2 separate regions of the Mus musculus genome follow, and region 1 is linked to region 2. The links are chromatin contacts, called in public promoter capture Hi-C maps. All regions are on one chromosome and are shown on one strand. Each heading gives the region's core, a stretch centred on a gene start, on an enhancer-like site or on the middle of the called end of the contact. The rest is flanking DNA. Distances are from core to core; before and after follow the strand shown. Region 1 holds the start of Ifitm3 (interferon induced transmembrane protein 3). Region 2 holds the start of Eps8l2 (EPS8-like 2).

What was found. Promoter capture Hi-C pulls out the DNA fragments that hold promoters and counts their contacts.
Region 1: a contact with region 2 is called in a promoter capture Hi-C map of liver. The contact joins the promoter of Ifitm3 here to the promoter of Eps8l2 in region 2. A contact is called at or near these places in 3 of 39 promoter capture datasets (liver and neural stem cells) and 1 of 115 datasets of contacts at active chromatin or transcription factors (large pre-B cells).

The regions. Positions count from the first base shown.
Region 1 is chr7:141,007,219-141,012,260 of GRCm38.p6, reverse strand. Ifitm3 (interferon induced transmembrane protein 3) reads left to right here and starts at 1,517. Exons shown (of 2, transcript NM_025378.2): 1 at 1,517-1,864; 2 at 2,372-2,671. The coding sequence starts at 1,616. The coding sequence ends at 2,536.
Region 2 is chr7:141,337,164-141,342,111 of GRCm38.p6, reverse strand. Eps8l2 (EPS8-like 2) reads right to left here and starts at 3,110. Exons shown (of 21, transcript NM_133191.2): 1 at 3,054-3,110; 2 at 138-219; 3 at 2-57. The coding sequence starts at 181. It also overlaps a transcript of Deaf1 not described here.

The sequences.
Region 1 (5,042 bases), core at 268-2,767, 330 kb after region 2:
CCGCAGAACAGAAAGAAATAACACCAGAAACCAACAGAAACCACCACTTTCAGGCTCCAATCAGAGTCCCTGTGGCCAGTCCAAAGCCCTACCCCTGAGGCCTGAGGCCTGACTGAGGCCTGGAAGGAGGCCTCTGTGAGGTAGGTACGCCCATGGAAACCACTCTACCTAGCTTCCCAGAGGCAGACTTTTTCAGAGATGTTGACTAAACCAGCACCAGCTAATAGGACTGCAAAGAAGGGAGTCTGTAGGAGGTGCTGATGTCTCTGTGAAGAACTCAAGAAAGATAATGAAATGAGTGGAACCTAGAAACTAGAGCAGCCCCAGCTCCCAAGACTCAGGGCACTAGGAAGGGTGGGTGCTGCAGGGCACCTTGAAGGAGATCTCTGTAGTAGCCTGGTCCTTCCAGTGCCACCAAGATAGAAAGTGGATGCAAGTCCTAACAAGAGAAGCCAGGCCAGATGTCCCTGTTATCACTGAGTCCTTCAGTATGATCAGGAGTAGCTTTCCTGGTCACAGCCCTCACCCCACCAAGCGTTTGAGAAAGCGTCTCTGGTAGGACGAAGGTCCTCTCGGTGACCATGCCACTAGCACTAATAAATTTTGTTAGGGCAGGAGGGAAAAAGAGTGGCTGTAGCACCAACAGGCCAGCCCAGGACCATGAGGTCAGAGCCAAGTGACCGAAGATCATTTAGTTCTAATACCAAAGTCCAGTGGTTGATCACACTTAGGGCACTAGGGCTCTGCAAGGAGAGAGACACAGAGGCGTGTTAGCATTTTGTCTAGGCTCTGCCCCACAGTTATCTGGCAACAGCTGGGTGTGCCTGACTCACACTAAAAGGGGCTGCTCCCCCCCTTACTCTCTAACCTTCCTGCACCTGCTTCCCCCTCCTCATTCCCCACTCCCTCCGAGTGCTCATGGCCAGCCTCTACTTCTCTGTTCTCTCTCTCTCTCTCTGCCTTTCTCTGTCTCTACTACCCTCTCAACCCCCTCCCCATGAATAGAGAATAAACTCTGTTCTATGCGATACCACCGTGTGGCTGGTCCCTCAAAGGGAAGGGACGCTTCAGCGTGGGCCTGCAGAGGCCCCCCCTCCCCCAACATATGACTGCATAGCCACCGAAGATATTCCTTCTCTCTCCTCTTTAAAACACAAGAAGTACCGTTCATCCCACCTGTCTATGAAGCCAGGAGAACTGGCGTTCATAGTGAGAGGCTCTCTGGGCACTCTTTATTGCTGAATAAAGAATAGAGGGTTCTTTGGGGCCTGGCTGGGACCTTGATAAGGAACAGTGAGGTTCTGCAGCTGTGAGCGTGAGCTTGGTTGACTCCAGGACCCCTCACTCTTAAACACTGAGGTTTGGGCCTTGGGACAAGTCCTGACTTGGGCTCCTGGCCTGGAAGTTCCCCTGATTCACAATCCTTCCTGACATCCTGCCCTGGAGTAATTTGATCCGCAGGCTTTTTAGATCCCCGCCCCTCTGAACCCAGAGCAGTTTCATCAAGCCAAAATTCAGGAAAAGGAAACTTCTGAGAAACCGAAACTGCCGCAGAAAGGGCAGACCCGCAGCGCGCTCCATCCTTTGCCCTTCAGTGCTGCCTTTGCTCCGCACCATGAACCACACTTCTCAAGCCTTCATCACCGCTGCCAGTGGAGGACAGCCCCCAAACTACGAAAGAATCAAGGAAGAATATGAGGTGGCTGAGATGGGGGCACCGCACGGATCGGCTTCTGTCAGAACTACTGTGATCAACATGCCCAGAGAGGTGTCGGTGCCTGACCATGTGGTCTGGTCCCTGTTCAATACACTCTTCATGAACTTCTGCTGCCTGGGCTTCATAGCCTATGCCTACTCCGTGAAGGTGAGTGTGCTAGAATGGGGGGAGTGATGGTGTAAAAAGGTGTGTGTGAACCTGAAGCTCCATCTACCCAGATGGCACCGAGGTATGAGTGTGGGGTCCTTTGTTTAAAATAAGTTTGTGTTCATTCTTCTGTGGTGTGTGTGTGTGTGTGTGTGTGTGTGTGTGTGTACACGTGTAGGCTTAAAGGCTCTCTGGGGGCAGACACAGGGTGAGGCTGCCTGGGGATTCTGGAGTCAGACTCTTCCAATGCAGAGATGCCTATAGCACCTTCACTCAACAGACTGGGATTCTAGCCTGTGTGGAAAATGTTCAGGAGATTCATGGGGAACAATAGCCTACAGTGGGGTGAACAACAAGTGCTAGGGCCTCCTGGATGATCAGAGGATGTAAAATGTTCCTGACCTAAGATGGGGAGATGCAGTCCACAGGGAGTACGTCAGGAAAACTGTCAGAGCATCTGCCTATCAGCTCCAGGGCCACTGACCGTGTCTATCTGTTCTGCTCCAGTCTAGGGATCGGAAGATGGTGGGTGATGTGACTGGAGCCCAGGCCTACGCCTCCACTGCTAAGTGCCTGAACATCAGCACCTTGGTCCTCAGCATCCTGATGGTTGTTATCACCATTGTTAGTGTCATCATCATTGTTCTTAACGCTCAAAACCTTCACACTTAATAGAGGATTCCGACTTCCGGTCCTGAAGTGCTTCACCCTCCGCAGCTGCGTCCCTCCTTGCCCCTCCCTACACGCAGGTGTAACACTCATTTATCTATCCACAGTGGATTCAATAAAGTGCACTTGATAACCACCATCCTATGACTGCTTTTATTCCTCCCACCCCTCTATCTTCCTTGCTCTGAGGTGGACATGTAGGTTATCCTCAATTTGGCAGTAGTCTCTGGCCTGCTGTTGTGGACATTTGCTGGCCAAAGTCCTGGATGGTATTTGGCTGCTTCAGGCAGGGAGAACTCAAGCTTCAACTGGCCCTGGCCCCACATTTCCAGGGCACCCAGTCCAGTTCAGAAGTGGAGGACCAGGTCTGGGTCCGTATTCTTCTGGACGAATACTCTGAACCAGACAAGATGGTGTCAAAAGTTCCATGCCTGCTTCCCGGGGGAACCCTGGGCTGATCCTGTCCAGGATTTGCTGGGTGCTGTGGTGGGGGCCTGGTGTCCCCTACTGGTCCCACAGCAGCGATGCAGTTCATTCCTTGTCGCCCTGGAGCCTAGAATGACCTTTTAAGGCTCAAAGTCGCTGCCCTGGCGCCCCCTGCCGGCACTCTGCAGGTACGGTGGCCGCGTGGTGCTTCCATTCCCCCACCCCCCCACCGACCCCGCTCCCCCGGACCCTATATGGTAAGGGAGAGCGCCAATCACGCCTTCTTGTGCCGGGGTATGCAGGACTCACCTCTCTGGTCGGGATCCTAGTACCCACGTTTCCACTTCACTTAGTGCATTGAGTTTAGGAGTCTCCTGGGAATGGATGGGCGCTATCTGTTTCTGTTGGTGCAGGGGTCAATCATTCATCTCATAGCTGCCTTTCCAAGGGAACTTATTTCTGGTTCCCAGAGGCAAGCACCTCAAAAGTAGCCTGGATCTATGGGACTCCGTTTGTCCTCCTAAATCATTGTGGTGGGGTTTTAATGTCACCATCATACCCAGGGCAGCACGGTGGATCTGAAGTGCCTTGGTTAGTGGAAAGTCGCTGTAGTGGTTGCAGCCAGGAATTTGGGAGTGGGTGTGGTGGGTAGAAAGGGGTGGGGGCACTTTTGCAAGTTAAAGGGTTTGGGTTTCTTATCCAGGGTGGCAGAGCCCCAACTTGTTCCCCAGTCCGGATTCTGACAGCTGACCTGCCCAGCGGGGAATTTAACCACCAGAGGGAAACAAAAGGCAGCTTCAAGGGATGTGCCTAGCGCTCTTCTCACCGGCACAGGATGTCAGGCTCCCTGGGAGGGTGTGTGGAAAGAAGGATTGAGCAATGGGGTTTACAAACTAGCTCTGAGGTATGGAACAAGATTCCCCTGCTGGTGGGGAGCCTTCCTCTCCGCCAAGCAGCTATGGTTTCCCAGAACACACTTTTTTTTTTTTTTGGTTTTTCGAGACAGGGTTTCTCTGTATACAGAACACACTTTTTTACCTTCTTTTCTTTTCTTTCTTTTTTTCTTTTCTTGGTTTTTCGAGACAGGGTTTCTCTGTATAGCCCTGGCTATCCTGGAACTCACTTTGTAGACCAGGCTGGCCTCGAACTCAGAAATCCGCCTGCCCCTGCCTCCCGAGTGAGAACACACTTTTATAAAGGAATCTTGTCTTATTGGGGATTGGCTGAGTACTAAGAGGATACAAATGAAGCAGGATAGAGATGGGAAATTAGGAGGACATGGGAAGGAAGAAGCCCCGTCCTGGCATCTAGATTGTCTTCTTCACTGACTGAGAGTCAAGAAACTTGATAAAGCCAAAATTCCCTCCATGTCTGTCTTAATACATTCTGGTATTGTTGTTGCTGTTGTTTGTTTCGTTGTGTAGCCCTGCCTGTCCTGGAACGTAGACCAGGCTGACCTCGAATTCTGAGACCTGCCTGCCTCTGCTTCCTGAGAGTTGAAATTAAAGGCATGTGCCACCACGGCCTGGCTCCTATCTTAATACTTAACAAACCTACTAACTGTTTGGCGCTGTCTTGTCCTGACATTTTTCTGGTTATCAAGGGTCAAACCTTACCTCCTTTATAGAAGAGCTTAAGGGGGAAGGAGCCTCTCTGGGCACCAAGGGCAGTGCTAGGCATCGGCTGGCTCCCTTACTGCTGCAGCTCTGATGGAAGGGAATCCGAGGGCCACATTACCCAGGGCGAGGATAGCAGGAATTTCTGGGGAGGCAAATTTTCTGTCCAAGCCTCTAGTTAAGAATTGACCTACCCCACAAACCTGCTTAGGGAACGGGTACTGGAGCTTTTTGTGGACTTGGAAGTCTTTTCGACTGAGGTAAAACTGTCATAGCACCTGATGATTCTTGTCCTCAGAAAGCGGTAGCCAGGCCCCGCACAGCCTCCTTCATGCCTAGAGAACCTCTGTCTTAGTTGGGGGTTCTATTGCTGTGGTAAAACACTATGACCAAGAGCAACTTTTATTTGGAGGAGACGGTTTACTGGCTTGCTCCCCATGCCTTGCTCAGCCTGCCTTCTTATCCTA
Region 2 (4,948 bases), core at 1,861-4,360:
CCAAACAGGTCCTTTGCGCTCATCCTGGGCACACCATCAGACCGGCCCAGACTGCCGCTGCAGCGGGAGAGGCAGGTGAGGGCAGGGCTCATGTCACACCCCTCCCTGGGGACTTGAGGCGGTAGGACAACACTTACTTGGCAGCTCCTGGGCAGCAGCTCATGGATGCTGACTGGCTCATGACGTTCCCAGTGGTAGCCAGTGTCAGGGAGGGCAGACCTAAAGACAGAAGAGCTCAGCTGACCCTTTCTCCTGGCCAGGCTAGGCCTGGGTCTCCTCTCTTATTTCTTTCTGCCCCGGGTGCTAGAACACTCAGTGCTGGGCAGAGTCCTCAGGGGATCTCTAGGAAGCAGAGTCCTCCAGGCCCATGCTAGTGGTGGTGGCAATGGAGACTCATTTGGCCTAGGACCTTTGGTTCTCTGCAAGGGTGTTCCTAGAAACTGTCAGGAGGCTCTGATGGAGGGGTTGGGTGGGGGATAATCTGAGAGAAGATGGTTCCTTCAAAAACCCTGAGGCAGTGAGAGAGGAGAGGGTAAGGCTGGAGGGAGACCTAGGAGGGCACAAAGTATAGGTGGACCCCACTACTCCTCCCTTGCCCCAGGCTTCACTCCTAGGGACCCCTGCATATATGTGTGGGTATGCTCACAGAGGCCAGCTTCCCCAAATCCAGCAAAGAGACCAGTTCTTATCTCCCTCTTGGGAGACCCTGGAGAGGATGGGTATAGGGCAGAAGTTTTGGGGGTGACTGGCCCCCCTAGTAAAAACCCAGGTGACTATATACAAACAAGGCCTCTTCAGAAGTAGAATTCCCAGCTCTGACTTCCCCTGGGTACATTTTGGGGAAATTGAGGCATGGCCATGAATGTGAGCAAACTTTCCTTACAGGCTCGACCTGAGCCCTTCTCTGGATACAACAGAATCTGGTGGGCTGGGCCAGCCTGACATTAACTGAGGGATGTAGAGAGACCTTCAGTGACAGGCTGCCGTTACGACACTGGAATGACAGGTCGATAACATTTCTCTCTGTCCTTCTGAAGTTCTATGGCCAGCTCTTCCCAATGACCCACATATAGTCTACCTTTGTCTGATATTACTAACAAGGCCACCATCCTTCCTAGCTTCAGCATTTGAGTCTGCTAGGGTCAGGCCTTCAGCCAGGATACTGGTATGAGGGCTCAGGAGTAGGCCTGTAGCACTCTAGTATTTTCTGGTTTGCCCAGGTCTTGAGGGGTGGGCTACCAGGAGGCGAGGACCGTAGGCCTTAGCTATTACCTTGACCAGCTTTCTGGCTGCTCCCCTACCCCCAGCCGAGGTCCTAGCTTATAAGAAGAGGCTGGGCCAGATTTCTAGGTCCACCTATCCATGGAGAATGTCCGGAATGCACATGACCTCAGTAGGTGAGCCCCGGTGTTTGCTTAATGGGATTCCTGGCTAGCTCAGCCAAGGGCACCAGGCACGTGGGGCCAGGAATACACACACCAGGACAAAACAAACTGCTAGAGACCCAGGCCTGAAGGCACACAGACTCTGAACAGGCTTGGACAGGCAGCCCTGCCCTTGGGGAAATCTAGGCCAGGACCTTAGGACTAGGTAGGAGGGATAAGGCTGGGGCTACCTCTACCCTGCAAAAGGTTCCCTCCCTGGAGGCTTCTAGAGCTGAAGTGGGGGTAGGGAGGCAGGAAATCCAAACAATCCATTGGTGGTGAAGATGTAACACCCAGGCCTAGAAGGCCTGGGGGCTCAGGCTGGTTTTACTGTAGCCACTTTCCGGGTTGAAGGGAGGCCCAGCGTGTTAGAGCATTTGGTAGGTTCACCAGTGGAACGGGAGGAGGCCCCGGCAGGGCAAGGAGGGCGGAGGAACTGGCTCCAAGTTCAAATTCCAGCTCTCCACACTGAGTGACCTTGGGGAGGGGTCGGCTTAGTCACCTGGGCTCTTGGCTCTCCTTGTGGGAGCTGGGTGTGGTCCTGGAATGGGAAGGGGGAGTCCCTTAGGACCTGGCTGGGTCCTAATCTGGGGACAAAGTTCAGGAATCATCAGGTGGGAGCAACAGAGGCTGAGATGAACCAGAAAGTTGTTCGTGGGAAGGGATGGGTGCATCTGAAGAGACCCAGGCAGGCTGGGAGGGAGCAATGGGCAAAGCAGCCCTAGATAATAGACAGCTCCAGGAGAAGTCCACGCACAAAGTAGGATCACTGAGAGTCTAGGGTGGGAAAGGCCCCAGAAGTGCCCTGTCTCCTCAGCAGCCAAGGAGGGCTGCACAGGGGACATAGCAAAGGTGGGCTGTGGACATGTTTTGCCCTTTTCTGCCTCCAGCGATAGTTTTGTGTAGTACCGCAGACTTCTCGGTCCCGGGCAAGCTATGGATGTTCATAGCCCCTCCCACCAACTGATCCCCAACCCCCACATCTATCCCCATCTCCCACCCTCATCCCCTGAGAGGCCACACTTCAACTTTGACCTGAAGACTGACTGACTCAGCCTGATGTTTCCCAGGCTCTGGGTTTCTTTTGAGCTCAAACAGCCAGGAAAAGGCCAACCTTTAGGCCCTGGGTGGTATGTCAGGTCAGATCCTGAAGGAGGTCCAGCCTGCTGGATGAAGGCCCTCCCTTCCTCACCACCTCTCTTGTCAACTGCCAGGTTCCCCTCATCCGCCCCAGGGCTGGGAGGGGGCCGGGACCAGGGCGAGTGAGTCACACACCGCTGGCTTAAAAATATCACGAACCACTGGCCACCACCCGCTGGACCGACCGGGCTTTAACCGAGCGGTTCTTGTGCTAAAAGCCCAAGGAAGGGTCAGGCCCAGCCTCTCCCCCAAGTTTCTACGTCCCACGCCACACCCGCAGCCCCCCTAGCCAAGGCTTAGCTGTCCTGAGTCCGGAGATCCGATCCGGGCCATCCCAAACCTCACTCTCAGGTGCTCTCAGCTCTCTGTTCTGGCTTGCCTTCCAAACCAAGCGCCCAGACCCAGAGTCCCGAGCGAGAGCTCCACATCTCACGGCCATTCTGGGAAACTGAGGCTCAGATTGGCAAATTCCCTGGCTGAAGTGCTCACCTGCGCTCCGTCCCTCAGCGCCTGTGCTTGGTTAGGCCCCTCGGTCAGCTTGTCCGCCGTCTGTCTGTCAGAGCCTCTGGAGCTCCCTCTCCCGGGACAGGCGGGACCTCTGCTGGGCCGGATAGGCCGGGGCGGGGCTGTGCGAGGAGGAACCTGAGCGACAGGTTACCGAGTCACCCGGGAGTGGGCACGAGGGAGCCTGAAGGAAGGGGGCGGGCCCGGGCACCATTCCCCCCCACCACACCAACTGTGGTTCTGCCTCCCTGCCTGCCTCTGACTGCCCTCCCAGCGGTCCCCAAAGCACCTGGGGCCCCTTTGCAGCTGGCCCCGGAGAACAGGGTGCGGCCCCAGCTGCTCTAACTGGCCAAGCTGCAGTAGCAGATGGGGACATGGGCCTGCCTGCAGGGGCAGTACTGGATGAAGCCTATGAGTGCTGCAGCCTTGGGGAAGTCTCAATCAAGCCGCCATCAGGTACCCTCCACCCCAAGTAGCACCGGGACAGAGCTCTTTAGTGGTTTAGTCCTGGGGCATTGGGTCCAAGGCTTTTTGAGTTTGGGAGCTTTCAGCTCCTGGTGGGGGCCCCTCCCTCCTTCACATACAGGAGTTCTTAAAGTCCCCATCCACTAGAGCATCTCCTGAGGGATGAGCTATCTCTAGAAGAGGGTACCTGTCTCCACCATGTTGACAACCCCCCTCAAAGCTACTCTGCCCACCTTGCTATTTGACATCTTGGGGCAGGGTTGGGTGAATTTAGATCAGCCAATTAGCTGGCTAGGAGGAAATAAACAAGAGTTGTGGCCTGCTAGCCAAGGTACTGCCCTTATGTGAACAGGGACCCTAAGGCCCCGGCTATTGTTCCCAGAGTTGGGGCAGAGGAAGTGGGTGCTGCCAGGAAGTCAGGGTCCCAGGCTACAGCCTCAGAAGGGCAGGGCCCTGGCACATTTCTCCTGGGCCCTGGACAGTTAGCACTTCCTGGGGTACTGAGGGCCAACAGCAGTTTTTAGCCTGGCTTGTTGCCCACTTGACACACTTTGGGACATCACAGGTGAGCTGGACAGAGGAGTGGCAGAAGTGGACCCCAAGCCCAGCTCTTGATGAACCCCAGAGAGGCTTCCTGGTTCATAGCCCTTACTGCTGATCTCACAGAACTGGTCCAATCTTGCTCTGCCTGTGACCTCGCCCTGGCCCAGCAAGCAGGGGTCAAGTGGTCAGCTGTGTAATGGGAGGAGCAGGCTTATGTGTGTGCTCTGACATTCCTGGGCAGAGCTAGGGATGGGTAAAGGGTGGAAAACATGCAATGCAACTCAGGGATGGCTCCTTTGTGCTGCTGGCGGTCAGTCTTCATAACCTTTGCTGTGAGGCAGCCCAAGCTGGTGGTGGTAACTGATGTCCACTCTGGGTCACATGGAGTGAATGCCACTTCCATGTGGCCAGTAAGAACAGGGGAGTGGCTGAGCCCTCCAGACCCACCGGCCTTAGCCCATTCTGCCTACCCAGGCTATACTTGCTCAAGCCACAGAGACATTGTGGAGAGAAGTGCTCATAGGCTTTCTAGACATTACTCCTTCCCAACCCTGCCTGTGGGCTAGGTAGAGCACGTCTCCAGGTAGTTCTGGTATTCACCCAGTCTCTGGGAGACATGAGTTAAAGGAAATCAGCTAAGGACCCATGTGTATAGAAGGTTCCCTGGTCCCAGAGAAGGCTCTGGACGGCCCAGAAACCTACCACCTTCAACATACTTCACAGGGAGGCTTCTGGCTAGTTACCAGGGTAGAGAGAAGCCAGGTAGAGGTTACAGAGTAAGTCCTGGATAGGGCTGAGAAGGGGAAACAGGGGGTGGGGGTGGGGCTCTTCCATACTGGACCCTGGGGAATGTAGGTGGTTATAATGAAGAC